Regions from separate parts of the Mus musculus genome. Here region 2 is linked to region 1. The links are chromatin contacts, called in public HiChIP or PLAC-seq maps. All regions are on one chromosome and are shown on one strand. Each heading gives the region's core, a stretch centred on a gene start, on an enhancer-like site or on the middle of the called end of the contact. The rest is flanking DNA. Distances are from core to core; before and after follow the strand shown. Region 1 has its middle 48 kb from the start of Cacng5. Region 2 holds the start of Cacng5 (calcium channel, voltage-dependent, gamma subunit 5).

The links. HiChIP or PLAC-seq counts read pairs in DNA pulled down with a chosen protein or histone mark.
Region 2: a contact with region 1 is called in an H3K27ac HiChIP or PLAC-seq map of neural progenitor cells, with 4 times the contacts expected there. The contact joins the promoter of Cacng5 here to the enhancer-like site in region 1. A contact is called at or near these places in 3 of 39 promoter capture datasets (HPC-7-derived erythroid cells, epiblast stem cells and hippocampal neurons), 13 of 484 Hi-C or Micro-C datasets (the HPC-7 cell line, LSK cells, the N1E-115 cell line and 8 more), 1 of 115 datasets of contacts at active chromatin or transcription factors (neural progenitor cells) and 2 of 9 other capture datasets (adipose tissue and pancreatic islet).

The regions. Positions count from the first base shown.
Region 1 is chr11:107,863,180-107,871,061 of GRCm38.p6, reverse strand. No RefSeq gene overlaps it. Among named protein-coding and RNA genes, the nearest start is that of Cacng5, 48 kb to the left of the region's middle. Within about 2 kb of position 3,266, at least 24 of the 459 cell types and tissues checked have an H3K27ac peak or open chromatin away from gene starts, as enhancers often do. A contact at or near this core is called in cortical neurons, forebrain and neural progenitor cells, where this site is marked.
Region 2 is chr11:107,910,804-107,918,685 of GRCm38.p6, reverse strand. It overlaps Cacng5 (calcium channel, voltage-dependent, gamma subunit 5), which reads left to right and starts at 3,631. Exons shown (of 6, transcript NM_001199301.1): 1 at 3,631-3,786.

The DNA.
Region 1 (7,882 bases), core at 2,017-4,516:
TGAGATCCCATGTCAATAAACATGAATTTCAGTTGTGAACTCTTTCCTTGAGTGGAAGGAAAAGGAAAGAATTGACGTTTTAAAAATGGTCTGAAGAACTTGTAGCAATTTACCCCATTTCTTTTCATAATCCTTGTTAGGTACTAAGACGTTATTTTGGTGGTTGCAACAGTTTGCTTGTGAACTTCTGTCATGGAGTCCTTATCCTTCATTGCTTACTTACTGACTCCAACTGCCAATGCAGAGTCGGAGCTAAGCATGCCCTCCAGAACACAGGACACACCCATCAGTGGCCCACACGAGACCTGGCTCCCCGTGTTTCATTCATTCCTTCCCAGCCACTGACCATGAGCAACGTGCAAATGTGCTTACTAGAACCTCTTGGGCTCCATGCTCTTTAGGATTGCTAGGTTTCTTTGCATGTAGATCATAATTCCCCATAAGTAATGCTTCCATTGTTCATCACATGTATGCTCTTCGAGTGCTTTGATAATGCTGTGTCTTGTTCTGTAACTCTATAGTTCCCTGTCAAATACTCCACAGTACATATCATTGCCTTATACCCAAGTCCTAGTGAAAATCCCAGTGACAGACACCAAGACGGTGAAACCCAGAGGCCAGGTGCTGACATGGCTCACCTCCAGGGCTGGCTGCCATCAGGACCATAATCGGTATTCTGCTGGGTTGAGGTTCACCTTGAGTCACAGCCTCTGTCTCTCCTTGCAGACCTGATAATCAATCATGCCTTTGAATAAGGCCAAGGAGGGAGATGAACACATCACAGCTCTGCACATGCTTGATATAACCAGACACCCTCCTTGCTTTCAGAATGGAGGCTTGGGAGATGGGGCTGTTATTTTCTTTATTTATTGTTTGCTCTTGGGATTAAACTTCGGACCTTGTGCATCATAAGCAAATGCTATACCGCCGACGTACACCCCAGTCCACACATTCTGATCTCTAATTCCATGAGCAGGGTTTGAGCATCCCTCTGCCTACCGACCTGACACAAACAGCTAAGAGTTTCTCAATGTCAGGAGCACTGATATTTTGGCCTGAAAATTCTCTGTCTGTAAGGCAGGTTATTCAGCAATGTCTCAAGCCACCATGTGTCGGTAGCATAGCCATCCTCCACTGTGGCAGTCCAAACATTTAGATGTTGTCAGCTGTCCAAGGGCGGTGTACCCAGTTTAGAAGCACCCAGCCTTGCCTCGCATTCTCTCTGTGCCAATCCAGTAGGTTGCATCCTATACCTACAATAACCCCATAAAGGAAGTATTATTCTACTTATCTTATAGTGGAGGACACTGGGGAGTTAAGCGATTTGCTTTATCAAGAAGTAGTCCTAACCCTCCATCCTTCAGAGAGCTGGTAGCTCACTATAGAAGACCTGTGATGCCAATCCTGTGGCCCAGAGACAGGAAAGAAAGATAGTAGAGATGGGATGGTAAGGCTCAATGAAATTGAGCATCCTTTAGCTGGTTCCCAGAGCCCAAGGACTGAAGGCTAGATTGGCATGACACCAAATCCTGAAGTATACAAGAAATCTATTGTTTTAAAAGTGATGTTTGCTATGAAACCTTCAAACTCTGTTCAAAAATACAAGAGGGGGGCAATTGAGGTAGCTCGTTCAATCAAGTGCCTGCCACACAGCATGGGGACCTGAGTTCAGATTCCTGGCACTGGAGAAAGAAACCAGGCACAGTGGTATACCTCAATAACTTTAATGCTGTATAGAGAAGGCCAGACACAGGAGACTCCTCAGAGCTCTCTGGTCAGCCAGCCTAGCCAATCAGTGATCTCTGGGCTCAGCAAAAGACCCTGTCTCAAAATATATGGAAGAAGATACCCAGTGTCAAACTCGGACCTCCACATGTAGTCACACATGTTCACACAAACCTGCACACACATGATTACATAGACCTGTACACACACATGTTCACACAAACCTGCACACACATGATCACACAAACCTGTACTCACACATGTACACACAAACCTGCACACATACACACGTGCACACAAGCAAACACACATATGCTTCACATACACAAAATTAACTGGTAACAAAGGCAGTTGAGTGATAGCTCCTGTCCCTCATCCAGCCTCAATGAGGACCAACCATGTTCGACTGCAGATTGCTTAGAAGCAAATCTTTAAAATCAGGTCAATTCCCCTGCGACGAGTTCACTGTGTATCTATAAGAAACGTGGGTTCCTTCACCTCACAATGCCCACAATACATGGAAAACAGTGAAAAATATTTTGGGGGACAGTGCTGGAGATGACACCATGGTTTTATGCATGATAATCATGTGACTTTATGTTTTAATGAAATCATGTTGTTATAATACTGTGGATAATTCACCAAATATCCACGATAATGCTTGACTTCCCCTGTGATTTAAACTATGCTTTTGTGGCTGAATCTCCCATACCTGGCCCTGCTTCTTGCATTTCTCCTTGTCACTGGGTTTGTCCTCTTTACCCTCTGTCTGTCTGTCTGTCTGTAGAGTGCCCCACAGCTTGGAGCTTTATGGCTAGGTCCTCACGCCGCTGGTGATTTGGATTTTCTGATCCTTCTGTCTCCTGCGAATTAGCGTGTGAATCTAGACACTTACTTGAACACAGATCCAAGTACTGATACTTTTTCATGGGCCCTGTGATATATTTATCTACGGTTAACACGCAGAGTCCAGTTTTATTCTGTAGTGATTTTTAAATGGTGATGTTCCAATATCATTCCTCCTTTGTTTCTGAGGTGGGACACGACTATCTGAGAAGCTCCTGTCTAAACTCAGGTTTCTCTGTCTTGGTCCCCAAGCTGATCTGTACCCACATGTGAACATATGAGGTCCGCAGTTAGAGAGGCATTTGAGCTGGGTCCAACAAAGTCTAATAGCGACATTTTCCTGGGTCTCCCCAGAAGCCATTCTTCAATCTTCTCTTCAATTCATGAATATTCATGCCGTTCGTTCTGGCTCTGTGCTCCAGGGACATTAAACAACCCAAGTTCTCCAAAAGTCTGATCTGGAGGAAGGACTGAAGAATAATCAATCAAGCCAAGAGAGAAGAGACACACCATGAGGCTAGAAGGCCATTCAGAAGGAGGCTGGGACTGGGTCAGGTTCCCCCGTCACAGGATGACATTGCCCTGAGCTAGCCCCCTCCCTCCCTCACCCCCAGCCCCATTCTCACAGGGAGAAGAGCCTTTCCTGGATTCACAGCAGCTGTGAGTCACCAGCTTCCCTGCTCCAAACCCTACAGAGAAAAATGCAAATGGAATCTGGTGACTGGGAACTAAAGCCACTTCTGTGTGGGAGAGATGTTATAATACCAGGCTGTCGCCAAATTAACATTGTTAAACAAACGCGCAAAAATAGCAGCCGTAATTATCCCCGTACAGTAGCTCAATCTGCAGCTTTCTGTGCATTTTTGCTCACCCCCTAAATACAGGGCTGTCGTCTTCCCTGTTCCTTGGAGCTTCCTTCTTCCCTCAGCCAACTCCCAGAAACCCCCGTCTCCTTGGGAAACATGGCGGGGGATAATACAATGCTTCAACGCCTCCTCTACGCATCGATTCAACCCACATGCACGTGGAGTCCAAGAGGAGCTATTTGACTCAATCTCTCAACTCCGAGATATGGAGGCCTGGGTTTGCCTGACCTTTGCTCTTTGCCCTTTGTCCCTGATGCTCCACACGCTCCTCTGGCTGGCATCCCTCAAACTCCTCCCTCGAGACAGGGCTGCAATCAATGTAAAGACTGATATCTCTTCTCTGAACCACTCAGGGACAGAAGTGTTTGGGATCTCAGATTTAATTTTAGATTTTGGAATATTTGCGTGTCCATAACTCGACACCTCAGGGATGAGATTCGGACCTAAACACAAAATCCATTTATGCCTTAGATATAATCTTATGCCCATAGCCTGAAGGTAGTTTTCTTGAGATTTGGGGCTCTCGTAAATTTTTCCACCAACTTCAGCTCCCTGGGCTCAGCCCAGATCTCACATGGGTGCCCTTCTGTTCCCCAGGCCAGGCCTAGCAGTCACTCATACCTCTGAATGACTCCATATTCCTGCCGGTGAGATGACTCGGGATAACAGCACCCACCACCAAACTCGGGGCCCATATGGTAGGAGAGAACCAATTCCCACAGGATGTTCTCAACAACCACATGTATGCTACAGCATACACCCCGACTCCTCACCCCGCCACACACAGCTAATTAACTAGTTAAAAAAAAAATTTAAGCCAGGCAGTGGTGGCACAGGCCTTTAATTCCAGCACTTGGGAGGCAGAGGCAGGAGGATTTCTGAGTTCAAGGCCAGCCTGGTCTACAGAGTGAGTTCCAGGACAGCCAGGGCAATACAGAGAAACCCTGTCTCGAAAAACCAAAAAAAAAAAAAAAAATTAAAGACTCTACAGTCACACAGTCTTGCTTCCCCAGTAGCTTGGCTTCCTGAGCTATTGACAAAAGTAAACACCTTTTCTTATCGCTGTGACCTATAAGACCTTATTGACATTTGCAGCGATATTTTTACACCACAATCGAAGATCAGCCAAGAACGCAGTGGGTGTCACATAAAAGCCTTGGTCCTGTGTGCAGCATTGTTGCAAGCCTGCTAGCGTCGTATCCACTAGTGACATTATATCACCCTTTGTGGTAGTAAAGAAACCAGTTTCAACTATAAGGTCCGGTATGGAGTTTCCTATCATCTTCAAAGGTGTCACTATTTGGAGCATCTCAGGTTTTTTTGTGGGTTTTTGGTTTTTGGGGTTTTTTTGTTTGTTTGTTTTTTGGGGTTTTTTTTTTTTGATTTTTGTTTTTTGGTTTTTTGGTTTTTTTTTTTTTTTTTTTTTTGGACTTTCAGATTATTGGTTCCCAACCTGGACCTGCCTGTGACACCATGGCTGCTCTAGGGATCTCTCTGCCTCCTGCTCATCCTGACCTGTACCCCCCACTACCCCCTCCTACCTATCCCCACCCCCTACCCCAGCCTGCATAGGGCAGCTATCTGAAGGAGAACTGGAGCAGGTGGGGGGGGGGGGGTGTCTCAAGCATAAGTTGGCTTCCTGGCAAGCTGGAGTCAGAACAGGAAGTCCAGGCCAGGAGATGGGAGGGTCAAGAAGATGTAATCTCAGTAACACATCCCCCAGGATCTGCTCAGGATAGCTCATGGGGTCCACAGAGCAATAGTCCGCTCCTCCCTCTGCCTCAGCTGGTCAGTGATCTAACCCTCCACCTTCCTTCCGTGCCTCTCGATTAGATACTACAAAGGTAACTTGTTACTGGGAGGATATACATCAAAGGTGGCCGCCGTTAGTCCACCGGGCATGTAGCCACTTAGGAGGACCTTTCCAAGCCCCGGCTCTCAGCTGGGGCCAGGAGTGAAGATAAGAGCAGTCAAGCTCACCCTTGGCCCTCTAGGATGCTCACAGTCAAGCAGCGAGGCCATGGTGAAGATGCTAATGATTATTGTCATAGTTTGGTAGACACATGTCATACCCGGAACCCCCCTCAGTGAGGGTTTTGGCAACCCAACTTCTAGCTGGCTGCTGAGACAGCTGTCAGTAGACAACCCTCGGCCAACAGCTCCTCCCTTTGGGAACCTCAGTCCTCCCTGGACAGCCTACATCCAATGACAGACAGCTTGCTACAAAGGCACTGAAATCAGAACAACTCGCAATACTACTAAGGTTCACCGGCCTATAGCACCCCCTAGGGGTCGAGTCGGGACTACATCTAGGCTCACCTCTTGGAAGCTGTGCCTTCCCACCTTTCCGTTTTTTCAAGGGCTGAGCTCTAGGACACTGTCCCAAGGCCTGTCAGCTTGGCATTTTGTTCCCATCGTTTGCTTCCCAAGAGCCATGGGACTGCTCATGAGATCAGCAGGCTTGCTTTCACAGCCTCCTGCACTTGCTGGTAGCTGCAGGAATGGACCACAAACAGCATCTTTCATTTCTGTGTGTCCCCTTGTCCTTCTCACTGTCTTCTGGCCACAGAGATGACAAGGGACACAGACAAAGCTGATGGTAGCCCTCATATGGGCTGCATGGTTGGACGGGAGAGCCAGGCACTAGACAGACCCCCTGTGCCCATTCCATGATTAGCCTAACTATGCACACCATTGTCTTTTGTCTCACAAAAGGACTGAGTGAGGAATCCAACGTCACACAGCTAAAAGGTCATAAGTTATGGACCAGATAAATTTTGCCACAGGGACTCTGGGTGTCCTGGGATATCCTTAAAGTGTCCCTAGAAAAGTAAAGGCAGGGAAAGAGATGTTAAAGACCTCCATGCTTATTCAGCAAGGCACTTACTTGACCCATGGAACTATCTCCCCAGCCCACTGTGTGATTTCAGACTCCAGCATCCAATGCTAGGGGCTGTGGCTTACCTTGATGTGGACAGCCTGCCTTCTCGTTCATTTAGTTTGTTAAGAAAATGTTGAGCCTGGCAAGATGACTTAGCAGGTAAGTGGCTTGCTGCCAAGCCTGACAACTGAAGTTTGATCCCTGGGGCCCACGTGCTGAAAAGAAAGAATGGACTCTGGTGGGTCCTCTGCATGCCCCCCCCCCCATTGGCACACATATGACCACACACATATACACCTACACATACGTGATAAGTACATGGCTAGCCAATGTGCACAAGCACATTGGAAATTGATTTTTGGGATCTGAAGTCAATACTCTGCATTTATTCCTTATCACATAATACATGTGCATATTCAACACAGAACGGGTACCATCCAAGAATCGTTTCTTCTCCCCAAATTCAAAGCTTTCCCAGGTCTATAAGGAAAAGAAGTAACCACTCTGCCCTCTAGTGGCCAGTTTGTCATCGCCGTTTCCCTTCATCTGTCCTTGGCCTGGGGTGTTGCCAAGAGGATTCCCTTCACAGTCAAGCATTGGTATAAGGCAAGTCTACTCTTGGAAATGCAGAAGATGTGGTCATTTCAATAGCCTTGTCCCATCCCCAGACACCCACCTACTGTGTTTGGCATTTATGGCAGCCTAGAGGAGCCAAGAGACCTCTGTCTAACAAAGGCCTAGGACCAAGCTTAATACCCAGTGTATCCCATCTTACCTCGAGACAGTCTGAAACTTCCATAAAAGTTCCCAATTCCAAACACAGATCTTATACTAAAGGCTCCAACTCCCAATGGCAAATGGTACCTTTAGTGCCTTGGTGATTTCTTTCCCCCCACATTATTCCTAAGCCCAAAGACACACCTAGTGGTGTAGTTATTAGGCAATCGTTTATGGACCCCATTCCCTATTCCATTCTGGAGTTGCGCTTGTCCTGGGGGATGGATGTTCTGTCCCCCTGTGGATGGGAACAATATCCACTGTGACCTTGTTTCTCCAGCCCTACCACAGGCGCTGTTCTTGAGCTTGTCTTCATCTTTGACCCAACCCAAGTAGTGATTTCACTATCCATATTGTTCTTTCTGAACCTTCTGTGTTCCCTGTGCCCCTAGGACATGAAGGTCCCTGTGGTGGTTTGGATAAGGATGACCCCCATAGGGTCGTATGTGTGAATGCTTAGTCCTCAGGGAGTGGCTACAAAGAATTAGGAAACATGGCTTTGTGGGAAAAAGAGTGTCACTGGGCTTTGGGGTTTCAAATGCTCAAGCCACACCCAGTCTCTCTCTCTCTCTCTCTCTCTCTCTCTCTCTCTCTCTCTCTCTCTCTCTTTCTCTCTCTCTCCCTCCCCCTTCCCCTCTCCCCTCCCTCCCCACCCCTCTCTCTCTGCATGCTGCCTGCAGTTCCAAACATAGAACTCTTCAGCTACTCTCCAGCACCAGGTCTGCCTGCCTGCATGCCGCCATTAGACAATGGACTACACCTCTGAACTGTAAGTCAGCCCCAATGA
Region 2 (7,882 bases), core at 2,382-4,881, 47 kb before region 1:
TCTCCCAACTCCACTGGGCCATCTTCCCTCTCTCTGTCTCCACAGACATAGACATGCCTATGTGTCTCAAGTCACACATATATAAGCCTGACAGATAAGTGTTGATCCCCTCTGTCCTTGACACCAAAAAGGTGTCACTGCCTCTCCATCACTGACACTGGCCACCACTGTGACCTGGACTTTGGATTCCTAGCCCATCTCCAAATCGCTCACCATGCAACCATCAGACCACAAGGCAAGGCAGAGAGAGACACCAGGAAACACTCTGTGGCAGCGGTAACAACCAGCTTGCCTTTTGCCCGTGGCATGTGTCTATCAAAAGTCACCCAGGAAGTCCGACTGCTCGTTATCACATACAAGAGCTCAGGTGACAGAAGACATCATGTCACCTGTCTCCATGATCCCGAAGGCAGAGAGAATTGGCTGACAGAGCAGACACCTGAAAGCGGGATCTGTCACCACCCCCATCCACTAGGGCCAGGAGGAGGCTGTCAGGAAGCCCCACCCCTACCCAGGACATAACTGGGCATTTTCTTCCTCATGCTTGCAGAGCTTACTGGGCAAAGCCGACATGCACGTGCAGTGTGGCAGGGTGCTCCTAATTAAGACCTAACTAGCGTGTGGAGCCTCAGATTCGCTCAACTCAGCTGTGGATTCAGAGAAAGCTTGTGTTTCATGAAACTCCTCACCCAACAGGGAGTGATGAATTATTGAAAGGATCAAAAAAAGCGATCGGGGAGGGAGATCTGCTCCATTATTCATCAGGCCAGGAGTCCCCAAGTCCCCAAGCACAGCTGCTGGCTTTCACACCTACACCATTTTCCCATTATGTCAACAGGAGCGTTTCCAGCCCCGCTGTAACGGCAGCCTCTGAGTAGACTTCCTCTCCTGCCATTCCAGGCCTGTCTTCATCTGCAGCCAGCTCTGCAGAGCTGTAGCTAGGGATGGAGGCTCTGCTTAGGGCTGAATGCTTTCCTTTCCTTTCCTGGCGCCAGCTCAGGGGTCTTCCAGCCTGAGGGCAAGACTCCTTCAAGGACCAGAAAGGCTTTTTTAAAATAAAAGAATATAAATATATATATACATATATGTATGTATATGTGTGTGTGTGCGTGCGCGTGCGCACGTGTGTGTGATGTGTGTATGTGTGTGTGTGTGTGTGTGTGTGTGTGTGTGTGTACACTGTAGCTGTCTTCAGACACACCAGAAGAAGGCATCAGATCTCATCACAGATGGTTGTGAGCCACCATGTGGTTGCTGGGATTTGAACTCAGGACCTCTGGAAGAGCAGTCAGCGCTCTTAACCGCTGAGCCTTCTCTCCAGCCCCAGAAAGGCTTTTTAACACAGCTCTCCCTACCCCCACCCCAATCTATGTCTGCAGCTGTCTAGCCACACCCATCCAACCCCAGCCCATTTGCATTTCAAACCTCGGTGAAATTTCCTATGTTCTGTCCACAGTCTATGCTGACTCCTTCCTCCTCTCCAAACTCCCTCTCTGCCCTCTGTCTTACTACTGGAAGGCTCTTCATCCTGCAGGTCTGCATCTCAAGGCCAGATAAGTAACTTTCATACAGACCATGTCAGGTGCAACATCCTTCACCCACAAGGTCTCAGAAGCTCAAGATTCTCACCAGTTCTGGCCGCACCGCGAGGAGGGAGTCTGTGCAAAACATAGCAGAGCATCTCAGCCAAAGTGATTATGAATTACATCGTGGGAAAGCTTATCAATACACACACCAAACACAGCCTTCCCAAGAAAGGGTTGTACAACTGCCCGAGCCATACCCTGGTTTCCCAGAAGTGAGAGATTCAGAGAGGTTATAAATTTTGTCTGAGGTCACACAACTAGCTAGGTGGCAGATTCAGGTTGAAGATCACATCCCAACAAATCCACATCCTTTCTCTCTCAGTCACCAAGTCTTGGGGCACACTGCATTGGGCAGACTGGGAAGGAAGCCACGGGCATCCCTGGAAATGCCCTATGTAAAGAGTTTCAATGGAAAAAGAAAAAGTTGGGCATGGTGGCACATGCCTGTAATCCCAGCAGAGGCAGAGGCAGGTGGATTTCTGTGAATTCAATGTCTCTTTAGTCTCACTATGTAGCCCTGGCTATCCCGGCACTCACTGTGTTGAACAGGCTGGGCCTCAAACTCAGATCTTCTTTGTCATTTTGTGGCACGGATCCACCACACCTGTAGTGTAGTTTGTTTAGCAGCTATCTCCTTGGCAGCTTTAGTCTCTTGAAAAATTTATCCAACTTTTAGACATTCATTCAACAAACACCTCCCTCGCACCTGCTCTGTGCCAAGCCTTCTGCCTAAGCTCATAATATCAAGGAGAATGTCAATCAACTCATCATTGCCACACTGATGACTCCTGGGCCCAGAGGAGGAAGAGAAATGCATCCTTATACCACAGGGAGAACCAATAGTATGTGGTGCAGTTTCTATACAGCAGTATCCACCCACGGTCTGGATCAAGCAACCTTAGCCATAAAGGGCTTTCGTACAAGTGATGTCTTATAGTCTGGGGGTAAATGTGTTCACTGCTGATATCTCCGTGTCTGACACTGACCACTGGGCAGAGGAAACAGCTGAGTTGGTAAAATGCTAGCAAATATTTGCAGTCCAGACACTGGGAGCAGGAACAGGAAAAATCCCTGGGACTTGCTGACCAGCCGAGTCTAATCAGAGTTCCAGTACCAAGATCCCAACTGCATGCATGCACGCACATGTGTGCACACTGGGCATGTGTGTCACACACACACACACCACACATGAACTCACACACACATGAGCACACATTCACACGAACCATCTTCATTGCCTGAAGGAACTTGACAGAAGAGTCAAGTTGCTGGAGGACGCCCGCGGCCAGACTGCCCAAGCCTACATCCCTGCAGGGCATGCTTCCAGCTTGCAGCAAATGCTACTGTGTGCAAAGTTTACACATGTGTGGACAAAGTTACCAGCTGCCATTTCAGAGACATGAAGGTGGACTGATGTTCCAGCCAGAAAGAGTGAGCCATATGTCTTCCCAGCCAGTCTGGCTGGATAGCCGCCCTTCACCATACCATGGCTCCAGCTGCAAATTGTCTGGGGCTTCATAAACCTGTGAAATTAAGTTTGACGGTGCCACGGAAGCCAGGTAACAATTTAGAGAAGGAAGAAATGCTTAATGCCAGAGCCAGGCAGCTATGAGCTACAGATGTGGTTCTGTGGTGTGTCTTCAGGAACACCCTTGGGTCTGAGCTTTCCCCTTGGCATCCATGAAATGGGAAGGTTGTGAAGGTCAAATGACCAGAGACCTGAAAAGTGTTTTGACTAGTGTCTGGCCCTCAGAACTCAATAAACAACTGGCTGGGGCTGGAATAATCTCTCCACCACCGACTGCAGCGGCCGCCACAGGACGATAAGTCTGACTCAAGGCAGGTGCTCTCGTTTGGAAAGCCTCCCTTCTCCTACGACAACCCCCAAAGTCTTCACCTACAGCCTCCACGAGGACGCTTCCCCACCCCAAGGGTTCTCCTCTGGGTGGAAGGCAGCATCCTTCTGTCCCAAAGCCCACCCGCAACTGACTGCATTGGGAAGTCAGGCCCCGCCCAGACCCCGCCCCAGACCCCGCCTTCTTCTAGTCCAGTGTTCCAGCGGCGGCCACCCGCACGGTAGCTGGCGCAGAGCAGCTCCGGCGGACCGGACGGGGCGGGCGTCCGGCAAGCAGCGCGGCACCTTTCACCGCGCGCAGCCCACAAGGGACCTTCCAGGCGAGTCTGGGGTCGTGACCGTGAGGTAAGAGCAAAGATGAGCAGGAGGGATATACACACGCCTTATCGGGGGTCCAGGAAGCGATTATCTCTAGTGGAGTCAATGCTACTGCGTTGAGCTGGCCTCCTTAACTGAGTAGCCAGGGGCAGGGTGGGGCGTGCAGGCGCTCTCTCTCTCTCTCTCTCTCTCTCTCTCTCTCTCTCTCTCTCTGTGTGTGTGTGTGTGTGTGCAGGGGTTGGGGATCATGACGCCCCCTCTTTGCCGATGCTTTCGAGCAATTTGCCCACTCCAAAGCCAAAGCCACACTTTCCCACCACAGACTTGAGTAAAACTGGAAGAAATGACCCGGATGCGGGATAGTAAAGGCCTCTGCCACCTGTTGAGCTGGGCTGTGGGGTCTCTGAGGGCCTAACTCTCCTAGGCTGTCAGGATCTGTGATTGGACTCACTTCCCAGTGGTCTCACCCATCTGCAAGTTACCTGCCCATCTTAGGACATCCGCTCTGCCTATCTTGCTTTCCTCCTGTCTGCCCTAGGCGACAGGAGGGGATGCCTGGGAGGGCTAATGGGAGAAAGGGGCTTGGCTAAAAGCCCCAGAGCTGATAAAGGTCCGTGGTGGGACACCACAAGGCATGGGGATTCCCTTTATGCTTTGTGTGAGATACCAACCCTCCCCCCAGGAGTACCCTATATTTTCCCCTAGCCACTCGAAAGTGCCCCCATTTAATGACTGGATCTCTTTACTGGAATCCTATCATGGTAATTGATGGAGCTGCAACATATGAGCAGTTTTAAAGTGAAATGAAATCTTGGGGCTGAACAGGGATTTAAAAACCATACCAGGTACCTCCCGTGGTTGCTGAGCAAGTCTCATCTCAAGGCTGGCTCTCAGGATGCTGAGAAATGGATAGCTTTCTACTTGGTCTTGCCACACAGGTGGCAGAAATTCCAACCGTTCTCAGGTTGGAGGCATCAGGGTTTTGTGACCTGGGAGAGGGCTTGGGGGCATGGTAGCTGAACTGTTCACATACAGCTGGAAGAGGCTGGCCTTAGTCTGTGATAGAAAGCATGGACTCTAACCCCATTCGCTCACCCTCTAACAGTGTAGCATTGGCTAATTCACAGAGCCCCTTGGAGGCTCTGTAAAGCTGGGCTGTCAGTTGTGAGAACAGAGTAAGGTCACACATGACAGTATCCATTCGCAGAAATGTCCAGGGCTGTCTCGGCTTCCTCAGACACTAGACTTGGGGATGGTGGCCACATAGTGAGGAAAGCCAAATTAGTTCTCCGAGAGGGACAATGTGCAGTGTGAAGAGCTTTCCAGAGCTCTGGTGGAGTTTAGATTCCCCGAGGATGAAGGAGCTGTAACTATGGAGCCATGACTCTAGGGGGAGCTATCATTGCTTCCCCAGGCTTCTGGTCCATTTTTTTTGCAGACTCCTGGGTCATTGCCAGCTAGTCCTTCACTGTGTGTCTGTCTGTCATCCCATCCTGAGTTTGGTGCTGGTCTTACATGGTGACAGAACTGGGGACAACTGCAGGTGACTTTACAGGCACTGGTAAATCCTCTCTTCACCAAATATCCACTTCTCCTGGAGTATAGCTGTCTGAGTTCTAATATTCTGCCATGAGAGATTTATTCCTTTGGTCCCCTGCCTTGCAACCTGTGTCAGCTACTAAACCTTCACAGTGATGGCTTCTTTAGAGACATTCGGGACCTTTAAGAAAAGAGGGTATGGACAGAAGACCAGAAAGGGGGAACATTTGGTGCAGAAGAGAAAAGATAGGACTTTCCAAAGGTGTGGTCCCCAGGGACCCAGTACCCTGGGAGGAAGGCAGGCTGCGAAGGCAGATGGCAGGTGACGGGCAGGGAAGAGCTGCACCTCGGTTGTGATTCTCTGTGGGAACAGGAAGCGGGTGCCTACTAAGGAAGCCTGTGCTAGACAGCTGACTGGGAGTGAGCTGCAGGGCCCTGTGAGAGGCGAAGCCCCAAAGCTGCCTCACCCAGCCACTCAGCATCTCTTCTCTCGGCACACAGCTCCAGCCCCACAGGCAGCCATGCAGCATTCTGTGTTTGGAACCTAGGCTGTGGCTCTGGCTGTTTACATTGTTAGGGCAGCAGAACAAGGTCACCAGTGCCACACACACACACACACACACACCCTGGCCCTCGTGTCACCTCTCCGGAGAGAAGCAGAAACAGTCGTTCACGCACACCTGACATGGCGCCCGAGATGATGGAGGCTGGAGGAACAAGGGATTCCACTGGAGTTAGCATGAATGGCTTGTGAGGTCCTGTGTATCTCAGAGTGGGGCATGCTAGAGAACTGTGGGAAGTCCCTGCTGAGAGAGCCCGTGGGCCAGCCTCATTGGGGAAAGGGTGGATGAGCATCTCTTAGATCTGTGGGTACCACTGCCACTGCTGACCAGTCCTGGTTTATGATAGTCCAAAGAAGAGTGTTTGCAGCCCACCCTAGTGGTCCAGAGGGCCGGGTCTCAACCAGAAAGGAGACACAGTGGGCCACTAATGTGTCTTTATGGTCTTGCATTCCCAATAGACATCTTTTTGTTTGTTTGTTTTATTCGGTTAGTTTTGTTTTTCTGATAAAGCCCCAGCTCTCATGTACCTCAGGCTAGCCTCAAACTATCCATGTAGCTGAGGATGGTTTCAAACCCCTTATCCTGCCTTCGCCTCTCAAGCACTGGGATTGTAAGCATGGACCACCATGCCTGCTTTCCGCAGGGCTGGGGATCAAGCTCAGGGCCTTATACAAGGTAGGCAAACATATCATCACCCAAGCTGAGCTACATCCCCAGCCCAAGGGACAAACACCCTTATATATAATGCTGACTTATATATAATGTTGATGGTGGCAGCATATCTTTGTTTCCATAATGAGCACCAGGGGGCTTGTGCCAACCACTGAGCTAAGTGACAGGGGGGGCTCTGGTATGCTTGGCTTTGGGGGGTGGGTATTCTTGTGTTTGGTGACAAGTAGGCTGACCTGCGTATTGCAGGATGTCCCCAGTCTCCACCAACTAGATACCAACAGCACTCATCCATCTACACACCTGGCTGTCCTCAGACATTTGCCTGATATCCCCTGGGGAGCAAGGCAGCCTGATGTTGAGAATCATTGGGGATCTAGCTAAGAATAAACTAGGAGAGAAGAAAAAAAAAAACAGTCCTGCTCCCTCAGGAGCAGTGTTATGCGAAAGCAGCAAAAAAGCAGTCAGCTGCATGGTGGAAGTGCTGGCGAGAGGGTGGGGTGAGAGGCTGAAGAGTGTGGGTGGGGTGGGCGGCCATTTCTAAAGGAGACTCAGTGGTGGCGTGCCTGAGTAGGTGACATTTCGGCAGAGAGGGGAAGTGAGGAGAGAGAGCAAAGTGTGCAGAAATCTGGGGACCCACCTGCCAAGCAGTGGGGGGGATAAAGCTTAAGGGGGCAGTGGCTGGGGCTGGGTGGAGTGGATGAGGGTAGGGACAGGTTGCTGGAGTCTGATGATTTAACCCCCCCCCCCACACACACACACCCTCATAGGACTTTGCATTTTCACACTGAGCGCTCACAGCCTGCTGGGTGCCGACCTACACCATCTCGACTGCCTTTAGCTGACATTGAAAGAGGTAGGCGCTTTTTCTTTACTTGGTTTTTCGATTGTAAGGAGTAAGGTCCAGAAGGGTGGAGGAACGTGGAAGATGTAATGGACAGCCCGCACTCTTGTCTCCCGCAAAAGTGCACTCTGGGGCTGTGCCGTGTTGAGTTTTCTGCCCCAGCTCTAGCCCTGCACTGAAATATCTCCCAGTGCCTGTGTTTCCTCTGAGGAGGGTGACCCCACCCCCACATGTTGGTGATCTTTGGGGATAGCATTTATCCTTATTGCATATGTCTCACGCCTGTTACCAAGAACTAGGAGGTAAGTGGCCCCTCCCGCTCCTAGGCAACATCTCTTATGTTTGAGTTTGTATGTATTCATTGAACGGGACCCGGGCTATCTGCTGAGGTTGGGACCAGTATCCCAGGAGGTCAAGGGACGTGAACCCAAGACTTGGAGAAGCAAGAGGAAGCTTTGTGTTTGTGCTCCAGTGTCTCTCCAGGCCTTCAGGGCTGGCTTGCCAATCT